Linked DNA regions of Zea mays: region 2 is linked to region 1. The links are chromatin contacts, called in public Hi-C maps. All regions are on one chromosome and are shown on one strand. The core of a region is the stretch at or near the end of the contact, and the rest is flanking DNA. Distances in the headings are between cores, read along the strand shown.

Region 1 (6,295 bases), core at 1,291-3,790:
CAAGGTGGCCTTCGCGCTGCATTAGCGCGATCTCGCGTTCGAGGTCTTGGGCCTTCTGCTCCTCGTCGCGTATCATTTGCCGCACCTTGGCTAGTGCGGACACACGCTGGCGCTTGGCCTCCAGTATCTCTTTCTGCCTCTGGAGATTGCGGTTCTTGAGGCGTAGGGCGCGCAGCTGTAGCTGTTCTTCTGTTGAGACGCCGAGGACCTCGCCGTCCTCGGTGAGGTCTGCGCCTTCCAGTGGGGCGAAGCCTGGGGGCGGCTGCGATTGTCCTTCGGGCCCGCAGGTGCGGAAGGTGTCGTCTTCGCAGGTGCGGGGAACATTGTCTTCAGTGGGCTCTTGGTGGGTGGATTGGGTGAGGGCGAGGGCCTTGCCCTTTCTTGCGGCAAGCAGTGCTGCCTTCGCAGCCTCGTCAGCCTTCGGGTTAGCTCTCTTGGGTGCCATCGCGGGTGGTGTTGTCGTAGCACGAACGGTGGGCGCCAAATGTCCGCCTGACTCTTAACCTTGTGGTCATGGGTTCGTGCCCCATGGTGGGCGCCAAATGTCCGCCTGACTCTTAACCTTGTGGTCGTGGGTTCGTGCCCCACGGTGGGCGCCAAATGTTGGAACTTGCTCTCAAACGCAAGGAGGCCAACAAGGGTGAACAGTGGTGACAACAGGGTTACATGCTAGGAGGCAATAGCTCTGTTCATCTCGCCTCACACGGGCACTGTGCGGGGGTATTTATAGGTACCTGAGCGCCCAGCGCCTTGTGTTGAGGACGCATGTGCCCTCAGCTACCCAGGTTATCCCCAGAATATTCCCATAAAGCAGGGTTACAGACCGTAATTACAGGAATGCCTTTACAAATGAGGCCCGTAGCACACAGCGACCGCGCAGGGCCCGTTACAATGGGCCGGATCGTACGTGGGCCTCCGAACTGGACGAGGCCGCACGGTGGGAGGACCTCGTCGCAGGCCTTTGTCTGGCGTCGTACCGGGCGAAGGGTGTCCCTGCCCGTTTTGTCTTCGTCGGACCAGCGGCACCGGCGAGGACTTCGAGCGGAGGGTGGCGGCTATGCCTTCGCCCCAACATTACCCCCTAATTCAACCTCGTGCGAAGGAAAATTTTCTATACTAGATTTATCAAATGCACGTACTAGTCTCCTATAATCGTTTTGCATACCCCCTATGATATTTTGCATTTGTTCTCGCTATTCATCTACATAATTCTTAAGAGATTGTAGCTCGTTTGTGTTACTTACATTGGGGATATCTGGTGTGGGTCGGAGCGAAGCCGGATCCGTCGCCCGTTGTCGAACGACTTTATTGTTTCTGTCCACCTTGAAGTTGGCCAGGAACTTCGCCCTCGCCTCTTGAATCAGCTGCTCCTTATGCTCTTCAAACTGTAGCTGTTCGTCAGCCGTCAAGGTTTCCCAAGTCGGCTCTATAATGTTGCTGGGGGAGACTTCAGAACTATCCATTGAACCGGCCATTGAGGACCGATTTGATGGGTCTAGATGTATCGTCCCCAGCGGAGTCGCCAAAAAGTATGTTGACACCTTTTTGGGGCGCCAATTACTCAACACGAACCAGCGTCAGTACTCTCTGCACAGGGGCGGACGGTCCGCGGCCAGGGGCCGGACGGTCCGCGACCTGGTGCGATGCTAGGGTTTCCTGCTTGACGACCGGACGGTCCGTGCGTGCGCAGGGGCGGCGGAAGATCACCGGCGGCGCCTGAATCTCGCTCTCGGGAGGGACCCCGTCGGGGAGGAGAGATCCTAGGAGTTGTCTAGGCTCGGCAGGCCGACCTAGATTCCTCTAATCGACGTAAAGTCGAAGATAAGCGGAGATTTTGGGGAAGAGAGGCTAAACTAGAACTAGACTAGAACTACTCTTAGGAAATAAATGCGAAATAGAAGTGTTATTGATTCGATTGATAATTATAAATCGGCCGTATACCTCTCTATTTATAGAGGAGGGGGGCTGTACCCTTTACAAACTAATTTCCGAGCTAATTCCGCGAATCTAGCTAACAACCGTAGCACAAAACTCGGAACCCCAATCTGTTCTGCGCACGCGAGGATCGTCCGGCCCACAGGCGCGGATCATTCGGATCGCGGACTGTCAGGCCTCAGGGCCGGACCATCCGCCACACTCAATTTGGTGCCCAATAGCTTCAAAGGTGAGGCTTTTGGCTGGGCAGGGCAGAGGATCAATTTTTTGGAAGTCTCACTGGTGAAGAATCAAAGATGTCCTGAGTGAGGTGTCTCGTGGCTTAGCAACGATGACGCGCCCAGTCTTACTTCTCGTCGTCGTGTTTCCTTTGGCCTTGTTGTGCCTGTCTTAGGGAGTCGGAGCTGCTCATCACCTGTGTTCAGCTCGGCAACGAAGACTAAAGATGGACATTGTGTATAGGGTTGTTATTGTCAAAGTTGTTTGTGCGTTCCGTATAGGTTTTGAGTTACAGGTCAATTATTTTTTTAATTGAGAGACAAAATTCATGTCATTACATTAAAAAACAGCAGTGTGGAATGGTTTCCCCTCCCCTGCCTCCAAAGTCCAAACAGCACCAGGGAACAGGGTCCCATGGGGTGGTGGTCTGGAGGGGAACTGATTTGGTCACCAGCCTGAGCCCCTGACTGTGCAGTGTCCACAAAGATCCCGGGCTGCTCCTTCCTCCCAGAGGAAGCGTACAAACCTGGAGGGGAACTGCCCGTCTCCTCGGCTGACCCGTCCACCTCCTTCTTTTCCCCTCGTGTCCGCCGCTACACGCGCCGCCGGAACCCTAGCCTCCACCGCCACAGGTGAGTTGGACGGGACCCTTCTCTGCTGTTCTCCGCGTACTTCCCGCCCGGTCCAGCAGTGAGCAGTCTACTGATCCACCTGATCCAACTGGCGTGGTGCAGGCAGCAGGGATGGAGAAAGGAGCCTCGGAGGCGTCGCCCCCTTGCGCTCGCTGCGGCAAGCCCGCTCAGCTTCAGTGCGTTTTTCTCTCCTCCTCTGGAACATACCGCTTCCTCTCTCCGCAGCGATCTGCTGTCGACTTCTTCCCGCCGCGTTTTGCTTGGCACCTGCTGCCGAGTTTTCCCGCTGCGTCTTGCTTCGAAGCTCTACACCGGTCCAGCTAGTAATAGGATCTGATGCTTGACGCAGCTTTGTTGTGACGCCATTTAGTATAAATTGTAGAAAAATTGGTTATCTTAGCTCTCATCTGCTTTTAGTTAGAACATCAAAGCAGAACCAGGGTGGCTCTGATTGCTGTGATATTCGGCTGCAAAAACAGAGTTATAGTTTGGAAAGTAGCACGTAGTAGACATGTTGATTTCTTTAAGTAATTGCTTATGCTCTGTTGTTTTGATTTTCAGATGCCCCAAGTGTGTCGAACTTAAGTTACCGCGTGAGAATGCAGCTTTCTGGTCAGTGACAAGCTTCTCTCGTTTCTGTTTTACTGCATTGGAACATCATGATAGTAGGAAGTTCTCAGGAGTCAGGATGGATGCGTATCAGCATTGTTTTCAGATTGCCTGATCGACCCCACTGGACGATTAGGCGACGATCAGGGCGATTAGTCGCCCCTGATCGAACCTAATCGTCCCCCTGGTCGTCCTGTATATTTGCAGGACATATATATGTATATATAGACATGTAGTCATATATAACACTATATATATATATATATTATATAGATATATAGTCTGAACTGAAGTCTGAACTAAACTAAACTGAACTCAAGACAGGAGCTTCAGAGCTTCAGAAGTCTTAACTAAACTGAAGTCTGAAGCGAACAAAGAAATGAGAAAAGTTCAGACATCAGAGTTCGGTCTTAACTGGAGACTTCAGAGTTCAATCTAAAATGAGAAAAGTCCAGTCTTAACTGGAGATTTCAGAGTTCAGTCTCAAATGATAAAAGTTCAGTCTTAACTGGAGACTTCAGAGTTCAGACATATACCTTTTCAGATGAGGAGCTCATCTCCAGTCCCTGTGTTTTCTCCCAGCTGGTGTAGAGAGAAGGGTGTTGGAACCTTGAAGGGAGAGGGAAGGGAGCTGGGAAGAGAGAACTGAGAAGGGTGTTTTCACCCAGCCGGCAGGGAAGATGAAGAGACAAGAAGATCTGGGGGCGGCTACCTCTACTAATAATGGGCCAGTCCAGTCAAACAGACTGTTGGACTACCCGGGCCTTATTAACCGCGACTGATCGGTTGCTAGTCGATTAGCCATTCCATATTGTCGCCTAATCAGACGATATGGACGATCAGCCACCCTAATCGAATCGAACACCCTTATCGAGCACAGAGTACCGATCAGCTCGACTAATCACGACTAATCGCGATTAGTCGGACGATCTGAAAACAATGGGTATCAGCTAGTCTTATTGTCTTAACAAGTTAACATCACAGAGCATAAACCTTTCTACATAATTTAAAGGTTCATGTATCATTTTGATATGGCCTTATGTGGAAACTTCATCATCAATGAGTATGAAGTTAGTAAATAGCTTTAGATACCTTTATTAGTGGGTATGGTAGTTAAACACATCTTTTAATATCAAAGCATCCATTGGAAGTGCTGGTATACAGTGCAGGGTACAATTATGCTTCATGTGTTGCTCCTTCACCATTTTTTAACTAGTAAAAGCATAAAATTCTTTTGTGTCCACAAACCATTTGCAGCACACAGGATTGTTTTAGGGCAGCATGGAGCTCTCACAAATCTGTTCACCCAAAGCCTGGTGCACCGGCATCCCAGCAGTCTCCAGAAGGTTGGAAATATTGTCTGAGAAAAGGGCGGGAACGTGCATTGCAACTTCCTCGTTTTGATTGGACAGGGTAAAATACTATTATTACATCTGTAATTCCTTTGTAGGATCTGTTGTTAATACGTGTAGCATTACTTTTGCCTCTGGAATTACTGGGGAAGCTATTAAATATTGAACATTACTCAAATTCAATCAAATACAAAAGAACAAGAACAACAACAAAATTTTCTAGTTTCTTGTCCCAACCAAGTTTGGGTAAGCTAGGCCTGAAATCCAACAGGAGCCACCAAAAAAATTGGTAGTGACAACTCAAATTCGAACATTCCAAATTTATATTAATTTTCAGCTGGTTGATTTCTTATCTTCTTAAATAAATGCTGGTATATTCTGACACAACCTATGTGGAACACTAAGAATAACCCTGCCACAGCCATGCAAAAGGTTTAGAGCAGCAAATGAGCTATGGAAAAGTTAACTATTGTAGTGAATCTAACATTTATGCACAGTGAACCAATGTCTTTTGGATAGTTACAATAGTTTTTTTTGACTTGGTTATGCACCGTGCATACATGAAGCATTTCTTTTACCATTAACTGCACATTTGAGAGTTCTAGTATATTTGAGCAACAAAGTGGCTTCATGCATGCTGTAAACATGGCGTTTAACATTTCCTCCCATTCACAGTTTCACACCAAAAGAGAGTATTAACAAATTGAAAATTTTGAACATAAATGCAGTAATGCACCTTTATTCTTTGCTAATAATCTAGGATGGGAGGAATGAGCTATTTGGGTAGTACCTTTCTCACATTTATTGAATGATTATGTCTTTCAGTCCATTGAGACCACATCCAATATCAAAGATGCGTGTGGTGCCAGATGAAATTGAGAAGCCTGATTGGGCGCTTGATGTAAGTTCCTGTTGTTTTAAGTTTTTCTTCCTTCACAGTATGCATGCAGTGGCATCTCATCATTCCACTTGAAGTGATATCTCTTGCAATATGTTCTTTGAAATCTCCCTGACATTGTAGTACTTTTTAGGGAATTCCCAAGATAGAACCAGATAGTGATTTGCAGAAAAGAGTAGAGGTAAAATCCTTCATAAGTTTTTGAGTATCACATATGTTCCATGAACAAATATCTGATGATTACTGCTTTCTTTGTGCCTCTGTAGATTAAGACCCCTGATCTCATAGAAAGGATGAGAGTAACATGTCGAGTAAGTTCCCAGCATGTGTAATTGAGTGCTTAGTTCTGACATTAAATTTCACTTTTCTAGCTTTATCTCATACTATCATTTATAGATTGCAAGAGAGGTTTTAGATGCAGCTGCTCGTGTAATTAAACCAGGAATTACAACAGATGAAATTGATAGAGTCGTCCATGAAGAGACAATTGCTAGAGGTGAGATCGACCTCCTTTATAATTCAAATGCAACAAATTGAACTCTAGTTAATTGAATGATGAATTTCTGATCACTACAACTTTTTATAAGAAAAATACTATTGTGTCTTAATCATGCCTATTCGATTCTCTTATTGATCAGAACTTCCATTCT
Region 2 (6,295 bases), core at 2,459-4,958, 240 kb before region 1:
GTTCTGCATTTGCTCACGTTGCTCTTCTACATAATTTCTAAGAGATTGTAACTCGTTGGTATTACTTACATTGGGGATATTTGGTGTGGGTTGGAGCGAAGCCGGATCCGTCGCCCGATGTCGGACGACCTTGTTGTTCCTGTCCACTTTGAAGTCGGCCAAGAATTTTGCTTTTGCCTCCTGGATCATACGCTCCTTGTGCTCCTCGAATTGGAGCTGTTCGTCAGCCGGCAAGGTCTCCCAAGTCGGCTTTATGATGTTGCTTAGGGAAATATCAGAGCTATCTCTTGAACCGGCCATTGAGGGCCGATTTGATGCGTCTATATTTGTCTTCCCCAGCGGAGTCGCCAAAAAGTATGTTGACGCCTTTTCGGAGCGCCAAATACTCAAGAAGAACCGGCGGCGGTGCCCTCTGCACAGGGGCGGACGGTCCGCGCGCAGGGCCGGACGGTCCGCGGCCTGGTGCGAGGCGTGGTGGTATTCTCTGCGCAGGGGCGGACTGTCCGCGGCCAGGGGCCGGACGGTCCGCGGCCTGGTGCGCAGCTGAGGCTTCTCTGCCTGACGGCCGGACGGTCCGCACCCTAGGGGCCGGACGGTCCGCGCGTACGCAGAGGCGGCGGAAATCGCCGACGGCGCCTGGATCTCGCTCCCGGGAGGGACCCCGTCGGGGAGGAGAGATCCTAGGATTCGTCTAGGCTCGGGCCGGCCGACCTAGACTCCTCTAATCAGCGTAGAGTCGAAGAGAGGCGGAGAATTTAGGGATCGAGAGGCTAAACCTAAACTAGACTAGAACTACTCGTAGGATAAAATGCGAATAAAAGTTGTATTGATTCGATTGTTGATGATTACAAATCGGCCGTAGACCTCTCTTTATATAGAGGAGGGGGGCTGGACCCTTTACACGACTGGATTCCGTGTTAATTCCGCAAATCTAGCCAACAAACATAGCACAAAACTCGGAACCCTAAACTGCTCTGCGCATGCGCGGACCGTCCGGCCCACAGGCGCGGACTGTCCGGACCGCGGACCGTCCGGCCTCAGGGCCGGACCGTCCGGCCGCTCAATACGGCGCTCAACAATATGCACCTCCATCACGCAGTGTCTATGTACTCATAAGGTAATCATGTCAAGTTTGCTCTAGCTTCGCCAACCGGGAGATAAAAATTAAGCAGTATTACTGAACTAGCAAAAAAAATTCTATCAGCCCAGCGGTGACTGAGGTGTTCTGTATCCATATAAATTTGGCTATTCCTTTTCTTTTTATCATCAGAATTGGGGTATCTCACCATAGTTGCCAGGGGCAGAAAACATGGGCCAAACAATTTTGTCAATCTCTAGTGGTAATGAATAAGACGTTTCTAAATCTGAGCCTCTATCAACTGTTCAATTTTACCCTCTCTCTAGTAGTAAAGAATAGGTCGTTTTTTCTAACTGATAAAAAGGGAGAAGGCTGAACAATGCTATTGAACTTGTCTCACGAAATTAAAAAAGTTCCTATAAGGATTTGTTTGAGAGCAAGCATAATGAAAATGATTGAGAGAGCTAGAATCCATTACTATTTTAAATAGTGAGAAATTCTAGCTCACTTAATCCACTCCATTACTCTTACTCTTAAACAAGCATTAAAAGACACCTTTTATGCTGCAATCTGCAGGTCTGGCTTAAACAATACATCTCCAGGTCAAAGGGTTAGGTTTTTCTATCCAGACTCCAGAGTCTCCCAGCCACTGCCAATCTGCAACGGCTCGTCCCCCTCGCCTTTAATTATGCCCGTCACTGAGAACACTAGATTAACTTACTAAAGCAACCCACACCAAGTACCCAAAAAAAAGTCATAAGCAAACACAACACAAGGCACAGAGTCACAGCCGCACAGCACACAGAAAGGAAAGCAAGCAGTGCATATATCTGATCTACCACTACCAAACAATGATTGATTTCACAGGTGTGGAGTGCGATGATGCCAACCGCTCGCCACTTCGGCGTATCCATGGGCTCGTGGCTTCGGCCGGCGCTCTATAAGGTATAAGTTTCCGGTGTATGCACTATGCAGCCACGCGGTAGGGGCGGGGATTCTGGGGCGACAGGATGGGGATCTACGGCAGCAGATAGAGAGGAGTGCGCTGCCCATTTGCGCTTTTGCAGAGGGGGACAAAAGAATCCTCTCGGCTTGCACCGCTGCTGAGAAGGATGTGCCAACTATTGCCGGTGTCATCTTGCACTAATAGATCTTCGAGAATCAAGAGAACTTTTTTTGCATGGGATTTCGAGGCGAAAGTGTGCTCTCAATCTCGCAGACCAAGACAGTTTGAGCGAATAATCTTTTCATCACCAGTGGTGGCTCAGCTTCGACGCTTCTTATTATTCATCGAGATCACGGATAACACACTAATCATGCAATTCCTGTACTACTGTAGAAGACAGGGGTGTGTATATATTTTTGTCCCCAGTCTCTAGCTCTACTGAGGTACTCTAAAGTAGCAGCAAGCTAGGTCCGCTTCACTTCCTAGTGCGTGGCCCATACAGACAAGGAAGCTAGGATCCAAGATCACCAAAGGGGGGCCCCAAAAACTGTGGCTGGTAACTGGTAAGCCTCTCTGTGAGTCGCTTTCATCGTGGACTAGCAAGAGCAACGCAGGCCACCAGCCTGAATCCCTCGCCCGTGACAGTTGAATGCTCACGAGCGCAACGGAACAAAGCCACCCGCATCGGACCAGGCAAAGGAGACGAACAGAACGCCCAAGCCAAGCCAGCCGCTGCTCCAAGCGTGTACTAACTGGTAGAGCCTGACACCTGGGGGCCAGAGCGCCAGATAGGCAGTTAGGTGAACTGCCGCCCTGGCCATGGTCAAGGCCAATGCGTGGGTTGATGATGCCTCTGGCCTGCTCCGCTACAGGCCTACTACTACAGCTCAATCCAATGAGGGGGCAGATCGCCTTTTGAGAAAGAGCTCGGGGTAGTCAAAGTCAACGAACCTGTTAGCTTACTATGGCAGTGAGGAGAGTTTTTATTTTTTGATTTCACCTCCGGAGTCAGGTTCCAGTTCCACACGAGTCCAGTGGATGAGTTTTTTTTAGAAGTTTAATCTGAATTCGATGTTCGCATGATTGAACGGTGTAGTAGACCAATTCTTGCCGTATCGACATGTTCAAAGATAGATGTTGTTTTTTGGATTGGTAAGTGTCGAGGACCATCTGGACGACTTTACGGTTCCACCTTGTGGCCCTTGTGGCTTTGATGGTCCACGACTAAATTAATTTAAACTATATACTTATCCTGTGTGGTTATTTTAATATCGTGTCCAGCAGTTTACTGTTTACCTAAAATATTATTTTATACTGTAAATTGTATTATTCATAAAATAGAGTTTGAATATGATTATAAAGATAGACAGTTAAAGATAGCTTAACAACTCACGTGAAACTGTTGGCTTTTGTCTCCTATAAGGGTTAATTTGGAAACACCAATTTCAAAGCACATGCTTTGGAAAATAGTGTTTCCAAACTAGACAGTAGAGCTGCCAATTTTGCAAACGTTCTATACTTGAGACTCCAATATGAGATGTTCTTGTGTGTTCATCTGTGCGTCAAAACAGAAACCTCCATCACGGAAGCGTAGAAGTATCCTTTTCCCCAATTCGTACCGAACGGTCGCAGACAGCCTTGCTTCTTTTGCTCAAGTGCGCTCGTGCCTCCAGCTCTCCTTCCCAGATCCCGCACTCCTCGCTCGCGTTCTCCCTCCACCGCCCCCAACTCCTCGCCGTCCCACCGCCCCGAACCACCCACACCCACCACTCACCTCCATCCCCCACCTCTGCACTCCCGCAATTCGCGTCGCCGACAACCCGCCCCGCTCGGCGGCGGAGACAAAGAGCGCGCCGAGCGCGCGGCGGCGGGCGTAGCCATGCTCCACAAGTTCGCGCTCGCGTTCAAGACCAAGACCATCGAGTTCTTCGCCGAGGAGGACGAAGACGAGGACGCCGACCGGTTAGCGCGCTCTCCGGCGCCGGGGGCGGATGGGGTCCTTGCCTGGCAGCGGGTGGTCGTGCTGAAGCCCGACCCGCCGAACCCTAACCCTAGCGCGGATGGGGAGGGGAAGGCGGCGTCCGGGCAGGAGGCCGCCGTCGCCGCGGCGCTTGCGACGGCCTCGTCGTTCCAGGCGGCGTACCTGCACCTGCAGGCCGCCCACGCGCCGTTCCTGCCGGATGCGGCGGCGGCCGCGGACGCCGCCGCTGTGTCGCACCTCCGGAGGCTGTCGGAGCTCAAGCGGATCGCGAGGAGCGGGCCGGTGGGCCCGCCCGTGACGGACGGTGGCGGGGCCCTCACGGCGCACCTCGAGGCCCAGGTGCGCGAGAACCAGGCACTGCTGCGGTCGTTCGACGCCGTGGTGAACCGCCTACAGGCCGCGCTCGACGCCAAGGACGCCGCGGCCGCCGCGCTGCGGCTGGACCTCGAGGCGCTCGACGACGCCAACGCGCGGCTCGCGGGCCGCCTCGACCGCGCGCTCGCGCCTCCGCCGGGCGGGGACGCCGTCGGCGCGATGCTGTCCGCGGGCGTCTTCGACTCCGTCCTACGCGAGGCGCTCCGCGTCGCGCACCGGTTCGCCCGCGCGCTTGCCGAGGTCCTGCGGTGCGCTGGGTGGGACCTGGCCGCGGCCGCAGAGGCCGCTTACCCTGGCGTCGCCTACTCCAAGTCCGGCCACTGCCGCTACGCGCTCCTCTCCCGCGTCTGCCTCTCCATGTTCGACGGCTTCGACTCCTACCAGTTCGGCGCCACAGCCGACACCACGGAGCTTGGAGGAACCCAGCTGGCAGCCCGCAGGAACGAGTCACTGCAGCAATTCATCGAGCACTCAGATGCAGATCCCATGGAGCTGATGAATTCTAGCCCGGACTGTGACTTTGCCCGATTCTGCGACCGCAAGTACAGACAGCTGATCCATCCAGGCATCGAGTCCTCACTGTTCGGGAACTCAGAGTGCGGGACACTGCCGGTGGTGAGCGTGGCCGGCCCACTCTACGAGCTGTTCGTCGCAATGGCAAGCTCGATCTGGACACTCCACAGGTTAGCCTGGGCATACGACCCCGCAGTCGGCATATTCCAGGTCGGCCGGGGCGCAGAGTTCTCGACGGTGTACATGGAGAACATTGTCCGGTCGAAGAAGTGTTTTGCGGGGAGCAAGGAGCCCGGGAAGCCGGTGCGGCCGAAGGTCGGGTTCACGGTGGTGCCGGGCTTCCGGCTCGGAGGGACAGTGATCCAGTGTACGGTGTATCTGGATCACGGGAAGAGGGAAGAAGACATTACAGATTCGGTTTGAGCTGGAGTGGAAACTATACAGGCAAAGAAAGGAAACTGTACATTCCCAAAGAAAAAGGAGGTTATGTAAAGGCGATCAAGAACAGTGCGTGGAAATAACCTGCAGGATCGAAGTCGCTGCTCGATGATGAGTATAAAGAAAGCTATTTATCTTTTGATTTAGTTTTGTTTTTTTTGTGGGCTGTACAAAGGTCAACGGGTGAAGAGAGCTTTGTGTTCTAACAGAGTCGAAGGGTTATTACCATCTGATCTTGGGTAACTTAATTATTTGTGTGTAGGTCGATTCCATCTGTAAATGTATATTTATGAGGGAGTACGTGCTCGCGGGCCTCTTATATATTTAGAAGAAAACCAGCTAATGCATTGTCCTACTGATTAATGAGTGCTACCTTGCCATAGTTCTCCTCCCCCAGATCCTTTTCCTGTCGTCCGGTCGATTCAGAACTGCAGCAGCATATAAGCACGTTCGGCATTCAATACTGCTGACCCCGTCTGCTGCGCGATATGCAACTACCGTTTAGTCCGTTACGTCAGAGTGTTCTTTCCATGACATGCTAAATGGCTGCAAAATCATCCTGGATCGAGAGGCCAGTCGATCAGGTAGGCAGCGTGGCACACATGCCTTCTGTCCGGAAGACATGCTTAGCGCCTTGTTGAGCTCCAGAAAGGGGCTGGGTTCAGCAGGTAACACACTTTTCTTCGTCCCGTTTGGAGAAAGGATTCTGGATTCTTCTCTCCTGTCACGGTGTCACCCGTATCTTCCGTCCGTTGTCCCAAGAAAGCTAGTCGCCTAATTCCGATTCCGTCGTGGACTCGCGTACGTAGATACAATCATCGACGTCCTCGGATCTAATAATTTTCCTCGGCGCTCCTCCTCTTTCCATTGAAAAAAGGTTTCCGTACTCGTGCAGCTACAGGGCATTGATTCCCGGTGGCACCCAAGACCCCGTCCATCCATCCTTGGCTCCGGACAGCTGTCC

The links. A called contact is a pair of places that touch in the nucleus more often than the background predicts.
Region 2: a contact with region 1 is called in a Hi-C map of leaf, with 6 times the contacts expected there. The contact joins the promoter of LOC100275180 here to the promoter of LOC100274208 in region 1. A contact is called at or near these places in 3 of 25 Hi-C or Micro-C datasets (ear and leaf).

What each region holds. Positions count from the first base shown.
Region 1 is chr1:230,352,152-230,358,446 of Zm-B73-REFERENCE-NAM-5.0, reverse strand. It overlaps LOC100274208, which reads left to right and starts at 2,540. Exons shown (of 17, transcript NM_001148580.1): 1 at 2,540-2,786; 2 at 2,889-2,962; 3 at 3,348-3,398; 4 at 4,653-4,808; 5 at 5,573-5,648; 6 at 5,779-5,826; 7 at 5,912-5,956; 8 at 6,042-6,141. The coding sequence starts at 2,898.
Region 2 is chr1:230,596,888-230,603,182 of Zm-B73-REFERENCE-NAM-5.0, reverse strand. LOC100275180 (putative domain of unknown function (DUF641) containing family protein) reads left to right here and starts at 3,708. Exons shown (of 1, transcript NM_001149330.1): 1 at 3,708-5,631. The coding sequence starts at 3,904. The coding sequence ends at 5,316.